Linked DNA regions of Anser cygnoides: region 2 is linked to region 1. A link is a contact called in public Hi-C data. All regions are on one chromosome and are shown on one strand. The core of a region is the stretch at or near the end of the contact, and the rest is flanking DNA. Distances in the headings are between cores, read along the strand shown. Region 1 overlaps LOC136790072 (a long non-coding RNA gene). Region 2 holds the start of IGFBP3 (insulin like growth factor binding protein 3).

Region 1 (7,410 bases), core at 2,560-5,059:
CTTGGGCTAAATTAAGGTGACATAACACCAAACGCTGGATTGAAAAGTTTTATTGACAGCAGAATCTATTCTGGCAGAAACTGATTAAATCTTGTTGTTTACCACAGGAGCTATTTTACTTGTTATTCCAAAAAGGGTTAATGGGAGCTATTTAAGCCCCATTGTTTTACAAAGGGCTGAACAGCCTGTAACATACAATGAAAGAAAGAGAGGGATGGAAAGTTAGAAAGGCAAGGCAAGAGGAAAGGGGTTTCTGCTATAGTGCTTCCTATATCATGCAGCTCAAATCATGGGTTACAACAGTTTAAAGGCATATCCATTACAATCTCTACCCATATCCTTTTAAACCCAGGCCATAATTTTTAGCACTGCAATGAACTCCTCCCCTTGCCCTTGCTCCAGCATGGGCTTGTCCAATGACCACAGCACGTACACTGGCATGGCTTTATCCATGAACTACAGTTCCTTCAGAGGTCTATCTACTGTGTCATGCATTTATCCATGGCACCAGAAGCTTCAAGGTGTACCTGCTCTGGTATGAGCTTGTTCATGGGCCACGGTCTCTTCAGAGGAGTACCTGCTCACACAAGGCCTATTCCATTGGTCACAGTCCCTTTAGAGGAACGTCAAACAGCTGCTGTGTTATGGTCTTATCCATGGCCACAAATGCTTCAAGGTGTTCTGGCATGGCCTTATCCACTGTCACTGCAAAGTGCGCCTGCTGCAGCACAGACTTCTCCATGGCCATGGACACTTTGGGGTGTACATGCTCTCTGTTGTGCCTTAGCCCTGGCAGGCAGCTAAATGCCACAAAGCCACTTGCTCATTCTCCCCAGGTGGGATGGGGGAGAGAATCCGAAAGGTAAAAATGCAAGAACTCATGGGTTGAGATAAAGAAGGTTTGCTAGGTAAAGCAAAAGCTGTGTGTCCAAGCAAATCAGAACAAGGAATTAAATCACTACTTCCCATTGACAGACAGGTGTTCAGTGACTTCCAGGAAAACATCAAAACATCATACATAATGGTTTCTTGGGAAGAGAAATACCATCACTCTGAACATCTCCTCTCCCCTCCCCCTCCCTCTGCTGCCTCCTTTACCCCAGCTTTTATTGCCAAGAATGATATCATATAGTACGGAATATGGAATATCCCTTTGCTCAGTTTGGGTTAGCTGTCCTGGCTGTGTCTCCAAGTTACTTGTGCACCCCCAGCCTCCTCACTGGCAGGGTAGCATAAGAAATGAAAAAAAATCTTGATTCTGTGTAAACACTGCTCTGCAACAACTAAAAATATCAGTGTGTTATCACCACTATTTTCATCAAAAATCCAAAACACACCATTGTGTGAGCCTCTATAAACAAATACATAAATAATAATAATAATAAAAAAAACTCTGTTCCAGCCAAAACCAGGAAACTCTCACATGGACTTGTGTAAGAAGCATGACCAGCAGGTCGAGGGAGGTGATTGTCCCTCTTTACTCTGCCCTTGTAAGGCCCCACCTGGAGTACTGCATCCAGGTCTGGGGTCTCCAGAACATGAAGGATGTGGACCTGTTGGAACAAGTCCAGAGGAGGGCTACAAAGATGATCAGAGGGCTGGAGAACTCTCCTGCGAAGAAAGGCTGATAGAGCTGGGGCTGTTCAGCCTACAGAAGAGAAGTCTCTGGGGAGACCTCATTGAGGCCTTTCAATATTTAAAGGGGTCTTATAAAAAGGATTGAGAAGGACTCTTCTCGGGTAGATAACGATAAGACAAGGGAGATTGGTCCTAAACTAAAAGAGGATAGATGTAGATTAGACATTAGGAAGAAATTCTTCAGTGTAAGGGTAGAGAGGCACTGGAACAGGTTGCCAGGAAAAGTTGTGGCTGCCCCATCCCCGGAGGCATTCAAGGCCAGGTTGGATGGGGCCTTGGACAACCTGATTTGGTGGGTGGCATCCCTGCCTATGGCAGGGGGGTTGGAGTTAGATGATCTTTAAGGTCCCTTCCAACCCAAGACATTCTATGATTCTATGACTTATCCACAGGTCATAGATCCTCTGACTCAAGTTCAGATCAGACTTCCAGCTTGTCTAGTACAGCAGCACTGGAATAGCATCTGATCTGCATCATCTTTTATCATGGATTGCACCTAAATACCACAGTCAAGTCCCCTGATCACTGACAATTAAAGAAAAATAACCACAAATTCCAGTAGGGAAAGGCCATGATAATGTTGCAGAAAGGATTTTTCTGGATTGGTAAGAAGACTATCTGCAAGTTTGTCATGACATGTCCGTAAAAAGACCATGACCAACTCTCCGTAGGGGATGATTCTCCTGTGAAGAGAGTACTCATCAGATATTGCGACTTGTTGCTGAGAGAGATTGATTCTATCTGGTAAAATATCTTAGTGCCATGCTTTATACCTGGTGGCACTTGAGATAATGAAACATCTGTCAGTGTTTTGGGGTGAAAAGTGATGGATGCCAAGTGATGTGCAGAAAATCCAAGTGATGGCTAGAGTTTTGCAAGACTCTGTGAGACGACAGACTAATTGTAAATTCTACAACATTCTGATATTTAAAGACATTATTCCTCAGACAACAAAACCTGAATATCCTGTATATTTTATTTTTTTTTAGTAGCAGCAGGTATTCCTGGAAAAAAATATTTGTATGTTTCTATAGAATTTTCATTCACTTCTCCTGAAATCTGGTGAAAAAAAATAAGACTGTTATAAAACTACATCTGCATAATAGCTACTGCAGCACAGGTTCTCTGGGAATGGACTAACTCTGACAAAAAGAAGACTCACACACCTCGACAGAACAGGTCAGACCATCCAATCTGAGAAAAGGAAAAGCATTTACATATATCATGGCTCTCATAGCAAGTCTAACATTTCTCCTTGGAAATATATATATTTTTTAATGTAATGAAATTATTAGGACTGCCCATCTTCATAGAGAATTACTAATTAGAAGGAAGGACAGATGCTATACAATTAAGTCCCTATGGAGGAATGGTTTCTATAAGTAGACTGAGTAAAATTGAACAGTACCTGAGTTTGAGTTTCTGGGTTGTGAGTTCTGGAATATTGTGCTGAGGTACCTTCCTCAATGAAAGATAAGAAGAAAAAATGATGTTATTTCTACTTGTTTTCAATTGAGATTTCCATTTTACAGTACAATCTAGATTATTTTTGAGGTTAAAATCAACCAACCAACTGCTTCAATTTAGTTTTAATGGCACAAGTCCCTGACTGTTGAACTGAGTTATAACTAAAACCACCGTACACCTAACTTTGAATTTCTTAGAGCTGAAGGAGTGATGTAAGTTTCTAGTAGCTTCTGACATGTTTAGTGTAAAATCAGTTTTAAGTAGCCAGAGTTGAAGTTATCATTTCGAAGAATGATACAAACAAGTTTATGAGTCATGTATATGTTAATAAAAATAGATGTTCTTTACAATTTATCCTAATATATTAGGAAGTAACTGTTAAAAATATCTTTTTTTTTTTTCTCCCCTCTGCAGATGATAAAATTAAAGTAAAATATACACATATTAATGAATTATGCCTACCTCACTGTTCTTGTTTTTCCTGGACTTAATAGTAGTAAGCAGCTTACTTTCCTGAGACCTTGAAAATAGTTTTTAAGCGTTTCATCTGTTTAAGGATTAAGACGTCACTCAACGCTAGATTTATCTAGCCTTAGGTATTTTTCCTTTTAATTTACCATTTTGTTACATTGCCTCTTGACACTTCAGTGTCTGACAGTGCTTATTTTTTTGTTAAAGGAAAAGTTTCCACATTCCTTTCATTTTTTGGCATCTGTTAATACCAGTAGAGAAGTCAGAAATGTTGGTGATTTTCCAAGCATGTAGAGTGGAAATACCTTTCCTTTCCCTCTTGTCTGCAAAATTATATTAACTTCTAATGTCTGGACATTGATGTGTCTGTTGAAAGGGAAAAAAATAGTTGACTACAGAACAAATCTATATATTTAATCCAATGAATTGCCTGACATGAAATCAATGGCAATGACAGTATTTTCAGACAGTTTGGAAAGTTTTACTTAGTTTTACATGGAATGAGTACAAGCAACTAATATGGATCTTCCTGGTGTTTTAAAAATGAGTAACATCCATTGCATACATTTTTGATCAGGCTGAAATTGATCTTTTTTTTCCTGCTAGGTACATTCTTCTTTATGATTAGATGACAGCAGAAGCCAAAGATAAAATGAAGTTCATTGGTGTGGGTCAAACACATTTCATTTTCCATTTGACTATAAATTGACTTTTTGAAGTTGGATTTCATAATAAATCTTATGATTCCTGTCACTAGCAAGAGATAGAAAATGGGCTATTGAATTTGAATTGTGTTAAAAAAAAAGGGGTTTTCTTTTTCTTTTTTTTTTTTTCCCACTTCTCCTTCATTGTGAGATTATTCCTTCCTCCTTTTTCCCTCCTCTTTCTTTCACTTTACTTAAGGAAAATATTGAATGTGACACCAGCAAGGTAAAGCTTAAAATTGTCAGCAGAAGATCATATGTAATCTTTGCAACAGCATAAGATTTACTGGGATTTTAACTGTTATCCAAATATGGGCCTCTGTATTTTTTATATTCAATGCTATTTTTTATTACTATTATTATTCATTTTAAACCTAGGATATTCAAGCTGTTGTGTTGAAAGAAATAGAAAGGGGGATGGTGAGAAACAAATTTTCGCATATCATAGTTTTACAGTTTAAATGGAATAATATACTTGTACAAAAAGAGTTAACAGTTGTTTTCATCTTTATATGGATTTTATAAGTGGATATGTTGTCTGACAACTTTGCCAGCAGATCTTGAACAGCATTTTAAAGAAGACAAATTTACATATACTGGATTTCCAAGCTTTGTCTTTTAATATATATTTTTTTTCTATTTGCATACTTAAAGCTATTGAAGAACTAGAACTCTCAATGTATACACCTATTGTACAACTAGTTGATGAAGTGAGTTACAGCAAGTGCTGTCATTTTAAAAATACCTGTAGGTTAGGTTACATTACTACCTTAGGTGAAACAGTATAGTCAGTGTCTGCAGATTATATATGGAGGAAATATTTTAAAATCTTGAATTTTTCATTTGAGCATTCTAATTAGCTATTAAATCCCACTAACTTTGTTGTTCTTTCTGATGGGATGGCTGTGTTTTTAATTAAATACTCTGCACTTGGAAGACTGCCAGTTAATCATCAAGCAAAGTATTGTTGAGACTTTTGTTTTTTGATTTTCTTGATTCTTTTGCAGCTCCAAACTCTGCTATAAACCAGATGGAAAACATGAATAGTTAGCTTGAGTTTCCATTAACAAAGAATGACTAGAAATGAGTTGCAGTAAATGTAATTTTTAAAATGCATAACTTTTGTCAGTTATAAGCATAGGTATCCTCTTACTGCGTACCTACGTTTTCTAGGTATCCTCTTACTGAGTGTAGGATATTAATCAATGTGAAAAATTCAATGATGAATCTTAATTTTCTCAAAAAAAAAAAAAGATTTTAGCTGATACAAGAAGAGAGAATAGAAAGCAACTTTTATGGGATTTCTTTCTAAACTTGGGGATATAGTTTATAGACAGAAGTTTGACAGCTGTGTAATTAGATTTTCTAGTCCTCTAGAAATGTGAATATCATCAGTCTAATTATATCTTACAAACATAAATAACTTGTTTATTTTTAAATTTTATGGTGCATCCTTGTTGTTCCTCTATGACATGGTAAGCTTAAAATCAAGCACGTGTTCCTTTTTATTTCCTGCTGGATCTCATCATGAAAAGTTGATTATTCTTAAATAAATAATTCTAATCATCAGTACTGTAGAAGGCTTTCCATACTTACAGTTGTTTGAGTGTTTGTTTATACCACATTCTTTCTGAGATTTGGTTGATAGAGGACATGCATTTTTAAGGTATATTCTGTCTTTTTCTCTCAATGCAGCTTCACATAGTTCATTCATCTCTGGAGTGTAGTTTAGAATGTTCCCTTTAATCTCTCCTGTTGCTAGTTTTTGATTAACATTTTTGTTTCTTAAAAAAAAATTAAAAAATCAGACTTGGTGTTAACAGCTCTATATTACCCTCTTTTTTTTTTTTCTAATGATAATCACAACATTTATTTCTTCTAGCTTAGACAGGGCCTCCTTTTTATTATATTTAAGTAAGATCAACAACATAAATAAGTTTCATGACTCTTTCTGTAACCTATTAACATAAAGACTTCATCGAAAATATTATCTCCTTTACCTCTTGCCGTGTAACAGGTTGGCTGTCTATTGTGTGGTTTCTGCAGTGGCTATGTGTACATTACCTTGTCTATCTCCATACTCATAGCTGTTACCTTCACCCTCTCTGTTAAGTCTCCAAGTTTAATATTCTACCACACTCTCTAGATCACTTTCTGCTGTTAGCTTTAGCTTATCCACTTGTGAAGTGTGTTTTGCATATTATTTTTTGTCTTTCTGTTTATATTTGATCTCCCTGTCAATGCTTTACATGTTTCTTTAGTGTTGCTGGGGGAATATGCAAAAGATGTGTCTTGCTCCTATGAGACTCTGCAGCTCCTGACAGGACCTCTTATTCACAAGCATTCTAGTGAATGTAAGTAAAATGTAACCACTCCAATCCAGTGTACCTTGAATAATATATGCAAAGGAGGCAACAGGAGTCTTTATCAATAGCACTGAGAGGCTATAGTAGTACTAGGCTATAGAAGAACATTACTGGGGCATGTAAAATTTATATTTAGAGCAAAAGAAAAGTCTTTCTGTAAGGAGACACAGACATCACAGTTAAACATGAGGTTAATTTTTGGAAGGATTGGAAGAATTTTTGACAGTACAGAGAATATAATTTTTTTTTCCCAAAGGATTTTATGAAGTTATGAGTAGAAGACTAAATCCTTATAAATATCAAGCAAAAATGGTTTGAGGGCAAGTGACAATTGCAGACTTCCTCTGTACAAAGTAAAGGAATTTGTTCTATTCTTGCTGTTGCTGCAAACATTTATCATGTATTTCAATTACTTTCAGAGGACTTCAAGAAGTTTGGCACTGTATCAAATATAATCACAATTTAACCACTTACAAGGCACTTTGGTTACAGATAACAAATTCAGAAGTCAATTTGGGACTGGAAAATGATCATTTCCTTGCAAAATATATTCTAATGAACGCGATGAACACAGAATATTTTTAAAAAGAAGCTATGGACAAATTGTGTGCTGGGATAAATTATTTTCCATCTTGGCTTCCATCTGTGATAAGGAGGGAAATATTGAAGATCTTAAAGTTTCTTATTTTTGTGGATGTCACATTAAATGGGACTAATCAAGAGTCCAATGTTTGCCTATATCAGAGCCCTGTTAAGGGCCTTTT
Region 2 (7,410 bases), core at 1,448-3,947, 340 kb after region 1:
GAGATGGATACATCTTTGAATAAACTCTGTATAAGAGCATTGTAATATTAAACCTATCAGCTATTTTTCTTTCTGCTATTATGGTTAACAAGATGTCTCCAATAGTAAATGGGAGTGTTTGGTAGCTGTTTCTGTAATACTGCCAATATATGCCCTTTCATTACGTATGCCTCTGTTAGCAAACAGATGGACAAATTCTGAAAAGGCTTCATTAATGTCTAAAATGTCTCCATTAACATCCCCAAAAGGATTTATTTCTCCTTTGTTTTCCTAATTCTATCTGCTTCCAAATTCAATTATTCTGTCTTCTGTCATGCTGAATTCAGAAACTGTCTTCAGAAAAACAGCAAACAATAGCATTTATAATGAATCCAGTACAGCTTTCTACTTCATGCATGGTTTAGGAGGGGGATCTGGAAAACACCTGGGCTGTTTATTTCTGATTTATTTCTAAGTATTTATTTTCCTATTATACCCCTGAACCTGGAGCAGGTCTTGCAGGAAATTTTCATTAAATTATAATTATAGACAGGTGACAAATAATTATGAGATATTCATTCTTGCCTTTGTGAAAACAGAGACCTAGAAACTATCATTTAAATGAGTACTGTATTTTGGCAATGTGACAGCATGTCTTCACAGACTGGGGGTGCACAAGCTGAAACTCCTTGCATTTTTATTTTCACTGGTTTAAAGTACACATTATACGAACTGACTTCATTGTAGATCTGAGTATTCTGCTGAAAAGCAAGAACATACTGAGGAAATCTCATGTACAGTGCTACCCTACTGTGCTACTACCAGACTAGAAAGGAATGCCTCTTCTTTCTTTTAAACTTAATCTGAGTTCTACATAAACAAAATGCAAGATGATCCTAACATTTTCAGAATGAATCAACTATAAACAATTATTAAAAACAAAATAAAATAAGCTTTCCTGCTATAGTTTTCAACAACAAAGACAAAAGAAAGTAGGAGAGAAAGAGGGAAAGAGAGAAAGAGAGAGGGAAAGATAGAGGGATGAGGGAAGGAAGGAAGGAAGGAAGGGAGGAAGGGAGGAAGGGAGGAAGGGAGGAAGGGAGGAAGGGAGGAAGGGAGGAAGGGAGGAAGGGAGGAAGGGAGGAAGGGAGGAAGGAAGGAAGGAAGGAAGGAAGGAAGGAAGGAAGGAAGGAAGGAAGGAAGGAAGGAAGGAAGGAAGGAAGGAAAATATGCGGTGTACAAGTGCTTTTTTAATTCCCCCCATGTCGCTGGGTTCGCTCAGATTTAGTGAGTCTCAAATTCAACACTGGACAACCGGCGACCTCTTTCGGTCAATTAACAAAATGAGCAAGAGGACAAAAGGCTGAAAATCGTTGGTGCAGTCGCCTATCGGGGTATTAAGCGAATCTGATCTCTCTTCCAACACCTCATTCATTTTATTTCCCTAGGAAAAGTCTCTATTAACTCTTACATCATATTCTTTACGCATAAAATATGATTTTTTTGGTCTTTTTATGTACAGTGTCTCTTTCAAGACAGTATTTTGGAAGGTACTGTCTGAACAAAGAACAGAGAAAACAAGCCAGAGTTGATTTTAATGTTCTAAAAAGATTTGATTTATAAAAAAAGAGCAGATTTTGAGATTCACAGGGCAGTACCTTGAATGATAACATCTCTACTTGAAAACTACACTTTTCCACTTGAATTTAGACACGTGAACAGCTGATGAATTACCGGAAGGTGAACTTCAATGTTAATAACACAGGGGTTAAAAACAGAGCAATGGTTTGGCTCATCATTTCCATGGCAGACAGTATTTGTATATGCCAGTATCTGTAAGCATTATTCATTTTACTTTGTATGAGGAGCAGGCTCCTGTGACAGAAAGGCCATATATGTGCCTACGTATATACTTCACCATATCCTGCTGTGTTAGGTCTCAGGAGTGCTGCAGAAAGGATGGTCACAAATTCTGGCTTTCACAATTCAGATTTTCTCCATCGAAGTTAACCTAAGTAACAGAGCAAAACAAGCCAAGCAGAGTGGGGGAAGAGTTTGCACTGGCTACAGAGAGCAAACACATGCAGTGTGCAAAATCGACTGTAGGGTTTGTTGTTTTTCTCCCCACAGACTTATGAGGATGTTGCAATGGAAAGTATTTTCTCGTGGACAGAGGGAAAAGTTTTAAAGAGCTCAGAGAACGCCTTAGAAAGATGGGTGAGCTGCATCCACGGGCCTGGATCACCACGTGTACTGAGTGATTGTGTGCCAGAGAGCACAGGGTGCCCGAGAGCAACATCTGTGCAAGCGTGTGTGTGAGGAAAGGCTTTCAGCCCCGAAGCAGACAAGATTTAGAGAGGAGCCCAAAAAAGGGCACTGCCCGCGAGCTTTGCTCGTACATCCCCTCCCGGTGCCACGGGGACACAAGCACATACACAGCGCTTACCGCTTAAACAACAAAAAAACACGAAACGCCCCTCTCCACAGAGCCGTACCGCTCACTAAGAAGCGCCCACACACCCCAGGGGCCGCCGCTGGCCCCTCCCCAGCCCCCAGCCCCCAGTGACCGCCGCGGGGCCTCGCCGAGCCCCCGCACTGCCGCCGCGGGGCGCTGCGCGGCCTTGGCGGGGCGGCGCGGGGCGGCGCGGGGCGGGGCGGCGCGGGGGGCGGCGGTGCCGATATATGGCAGGGCCGGGAAACGCCGCCGGACAGATGGGTGCAGAGTGGCGGAGAGGGGAGGCGGGAAGCAGCCAACAAAGAGAATAAAAAAAAAAAAAAAAGAAGGGAGCTGTGTTCGCTTTATTTTTATTTTTCTTCTTTTTTTTTTTCTTTCCCCCCACCGTGCTGTTTTTTTTTTTCTAAGCATTTTTGAAACAAGTTTTCTTCAGATCGTCTGGGCTTTTTTATTATTATTTTTTTCTTTTTTTTTTTTACTTTTGGAAGCATTTTTTTTTTCAGTGTTGTGTGTGGAAAAAAAAAAAGCCATCAACGTTAGTTTTAAGCCAAGTGGTTGAGGCGCTCTGCAGGGAGGAGGGGGGGAGGCAGGAAAAGTTGCCTTTGTTGTCAGCGAGCTCTTTTATTACCTTTATGTTACCAAAGGCCAGCGGCTGAAGAGAGGGTCGGTGCGAGCCTGCTGGGCGCGCAGCCTTCTTCCCTCGCGCTGCCCGGGCTGCGAGAGGCCGGTGACTTTACCTGCCCGCAGCGCTCGGCGGCGGCGCCCTCCTCCGGCGCCCGCCCTGCTCCGGGCGAGGAGAGGCGGCCGGCGCTGCCGCCCCGAGTCCCGTGAGCGGCGCAGCCCGGGGCGCTCCCCCCGGGCCGAGCGGCGCGGGGGCGCCTCCCGGCGGCCCCGGCAGCCGGTTGCCATGGTGCCGCGGCCCGGCGTGCTGTGGGCAGTGGCGGCGGCGGCGCTGGCGCTGCTAGGCCGTCGGACGGCGGCCGCGCTGGCGCTGGCGGGGCCGGTGGTCCGCTGCGAGCCCTGCGACGCGCGGGCGCTGCAGCAGTGCAAGCCGCTGCAGCCCGACTGCGCCGAGAGGGTGCGAGAGCCGGGATGCGGCTGCTGCCTCACCTGCGCCCTGCGCCTGGGGCAGCCCTGCGGGATCTACACGGAGCGCTGCGGCGCCGGCCTCAGCTGCCAGCCGCTGCGGGAGGAGGCGCGGCCGCTGCAGGCGCTGCTGGAGGGCCGCGGGCTCTGCACCAACGCCACGGCGGACGGCAAGCTGCGGGCCTTCGTGCTGCCCGGGCCGCTGGCTGAAGGTAAGCGGCTGCTTAATTCTTTCTTCTGGAAGTTGAAAAGTAACCGCCCGCTCCGGGGAGGTCGGGCGGGGGGGCACTGGTGGTCCGCCGGCTGCCCGCGGCCGGCTCCTGCCCGAGCTTCTCCGGCCAGCCGCGCAGCCAGGGCTGGGGTCGCTTTTGAAAGAGGGATGCTCTTTTTTTTTAATTTATTTTTCCCCTAAGGAAAAGGGAGGTTAACCTCTTGTGTCTCTTACTATCGTTATTTATTTATTTTCTTCACCCCTGGTGCTGTGAAGTAATCCTTCGCGAAAGAGGCGAAGTTGCTGATTTTGAAAGCAATCTTGGGGAGGGAAGAAGTTGTATGTTCCTCGCATGGGTTCCTGACGCTGCCGGCCTGAAGAGGAGACGATGAAATCCTTGCGATTTGTGCCTAGTGTTCCTGGAAAGAGGGTGTGAGAAAACTAGAGAGTGTGTGGGCTAGCTCTTGTGCTGCAGCGTGATTACATCAAGGCAGTGATAACCCAGGAATTAAAAAAAAAAAAAAAAGTTTTCTTGGCCCTTGACGGTGGTTGTTCAGAACAAAGCATTTGCACAGCAGTGTTTAAGAGGATGTTGTTTTTCCCTGCATTGCAAATAAACCTTCAGACAAACGAAAGCTTTCCAGTACCTCTTACATATCTTGTAAATGAGACATTCACCGAGCAGGTTCTGTTTGGTTTGAAGAGGAAGGGACAGCTGGAAAAAGTTCTGTTAGCATGCACATTTGGAAACTTTAGAGGCCGGAAAAATTGGGATTCAGATCAAAAAAACTCAGCCCTGTGCAAACATTTCATTAAACTGTTTGTTAGCCAACAGCAAGTATGTCAACATTTATTTAATAGAAAAGTGTGTCAAAAGGCTTTCCACTGTTTGCATTTTTAAAAAGCCAGGAGTTTTTCTGCTAGGTTACAGGGACTCTTTGGCTGGCCTTTCTTAGCTGAGGAAGTGGCACCAGTGTTCCAGTTAACTAGCTGCTATGAGACTAAGAGATGCCTTATTATAATTATTTATGTGCTGTTCCCAGCCTGTTCATGCTTTAAATGAGCGAGAGTTCAGAGGTACTCACTGAAGTTTTAAATCTCATTGGAACATGGAACAGCTTCCTTCATCACATGAACTTGGCTTTGACTATTCATCCTTCAAATGAATTGAAAACAGAGGGAGTCTCCTCGATACATGAGACTTGGCAGTGTTTTGTGGAGGGGCAGTGCTTTTAACAATGACTGTTAGAGGAGGGGAAAGACAGAGCTGAATGTTGGTTCCCTGATGAAAATATTTCCATTTTCAGGCTAAATAGTCAGAATGCGGAGTTCCTGTTTTTGCATTCTTGGCGCAGGGAGAATTCCTGTTTTGAAGTCAGTAGGAGCTTTGATCGCTTAAAAAGTGCGAAGTAGGTCTCTACAGTTTACATTCAAAGCATGAAGGTTGAAAATTCAGGGTGCAAAAAAGAAGTATTATGACGAACCTGTGTGTACACATAGTACCTGCCTCCTCATGGGTGCTGCTCCAGTTTCAGCTCTAAATCCAGTGCTTGGGAACTAAGGTTGTGGCATGGCGCCCTCCCTCCCTGACCAGGATCACACCTCCCTTTCATGTAGCATCGTCCTGCATTATGTGCTACGCTTTTGGTCTTTACTAGAAATTGCTAGAAATCAGTATGGATGGTGTGTATTGCAGGAACTTCTTCATGCCAACTAAAGTAGGCCACTGACTTTACAGTTCAGGTTTTGGGGCACAAAAGTCATAATTTTACTGTTCATATACAAACCTTCTAATCTCTTTTTGAAAGAGAGCAAACAACTTTTGGAGCAATTTTGTTTCCATTACAACAGAATGTAGAGGTACCATGTCACCAGCTTTTGTAGAACTGAGTTAATTGAATATGCTTTACCGTTTAAAATGTGGCATTATGACCATTCTGAATTCAAGTGTAAGAAATTCTGTCAATATGTGACGGTCTATACAAACTGGGAAATGAGCAGCCTGTTGATTTGTTAATGCACATTAAGAATACGTTCCACTTTTTTTTATAGTAGGTAAACTAAAAAATTGGACAGACTAGAGAAAACACAGTAGCCATAGTATTTGTATCTAGAAGATTTAGGTTTATAACATTTTATTGTGTCATTTATTGCAAAATTCACTGAGAATGTGGAAAAAAAAATACCACTGTTTAAAAACAGGACATTAAACCACCAAAAATATGTTCAAATACTGCTGAGAGTCTGAGTTAAACCCACAAAAGCCAGGAAATTTAGACTTAAGACTTGAACTTCCTTAATCCATTTGCACTGGGAGTTGGATTTTCCCGGTCAATTATGTTCATTGCCAGCAGTGGCTACACTAAAACCACCAGTACCAAGATGTTAACTCTGATCCTGCCGCCTCCTCCTTGTTTTCCTCCTCGGTTCCTGTGTATGGCCAGTGCCAGGATACTGTATGTGTTGAAATAACGAGACTCAAATGAGCTATGTGAACATGGGCTTTCAGTTTTAGCACTAAATTTGTTGGCTTTTGCGGTTTTCCAGTGAGCCGTCAAGTATAATTTCAATACAGATTTTCGGGATGTTTCTTGCACATCAGTTATCATTGTGTGCTCACAATGTGATTTCCTTAAAGAAAAAAAAAAAAAAGAGAGAAAAAAAGTGGCCAGCAGCCAAGGCACTGAAATGCAGCAACTAGTGGGACTTAGCTGACAGTAGCAGGAGTATCCAGACTTAAAAAATTCCATGGAGGAAATGCAGCCAGTTACAGTTACATTGCAAGAGTCTTCTAAGAGAGAGAAATGCTGTGTAGACAAATACCTCAGAAGGTACAGGAATGCTGGGCTTATGCAGTATTTTGGAAAAATAATCCTGTAGTTTCCTGTAGGTTTCTCCTGTAGTTTTGTAGATGATAATTTAAGGGAAAAATATTTTTGAAGCTCATAATGAAAGTAGATGTTTGTCCTGTGACACCACTACAGAATGAATGGCAATTTTTTTATCCATTACCCCAAAATATATTTTATACAACTAGAAATATTTTTGAATTTAATAGTAGGGGAATGAAAATGTGCTATTTTTCTTTCCTGTTATGTATGTGGAATAAAACTAAGAGAGAAAAACAGTGTTAAAAATAGTTAATTAGAACCATCAAACTCAGCATGGTAGAATTTTTTATTAACACTTTTTTTTTTTAATTTACTCTCTTGGGGAAGATGAAGAGTTGCTCTCCGTCCAATAACTTACTCATGTTAGCTGTATTAAATTAAAGTTGTTTAAATCTGTTCTGGGTCAGAAGTACATGATTTGAATGCTCTGCACGACCCATGTTGGTCAGGCTGCTAACAGAGCTCTGACTCAGGGCCAGGTGCTGGCAGGGCTCCACACCTGGCAGACCTGCATCCTCCTGCCGGGAAGGGAAACCAGCAAAAAAACGAGGAGTGAGAAACTTGGGCGGTAGTGGTTTGCAAATAGTTTGAAATGAAGTGAACGTAAATACTTTTCAAGTGATTAGCAAGGCAGGATGTACATACAGAGGGACCTAGCACAGGTGGTGGAATGGTATACTTGAAAGACTCACTAGGACTGAAGAGATTTTTCAGTTAGAAAATTCACTGCGGTTCTTTACGCTTAGCTTATGGAGATACTGATGCATGCAGAATACTGAATTGCTCAT

What was found. Hi-C and Micro-C count contacts between places; a contact is called where the count stands out from the background.
Region 2: a Hi-C map of granulosa cells shows a contact between it and region 1, with 2.9 times the contacts expected there. The contact joins the promoter of IGFBP3 here to the enhancer-like site in region 1. A contact is called at or near these places in 2 of 7 Hi-C or Micro-C datasets (granulosa cells and liver).

Annotation. Positions count from the first base shown.
Region 1 is chr2:55,601,827-55,609,236 of Taihu_goose_T2T_genome, forward strand. The region is part of intron 1 of LOC136790072 (a long non-coding RNA gene); the gene reads left to right. Among named protein-coding and RNA genes, the nearest start is that of IGFBP3, 340 kb to the right of the region's middle. Within about 2 kb of position 3,810, at least 1 of the 3 cell types and tissues checked has open chromatin away from gene starts, as enhancers often do.
Region 2 is chr2:55,947,350-55,954,759 of Taihu_goose_T2T_genome, forward strand. IGFBP3 (insulin like growth factor binding protein 3) reads left to right here and starts at 2,698. Exons shown (of 4, transcript XM_048053444.2): 1 at 2,698-3,732. The coding sequence starts at 3,342.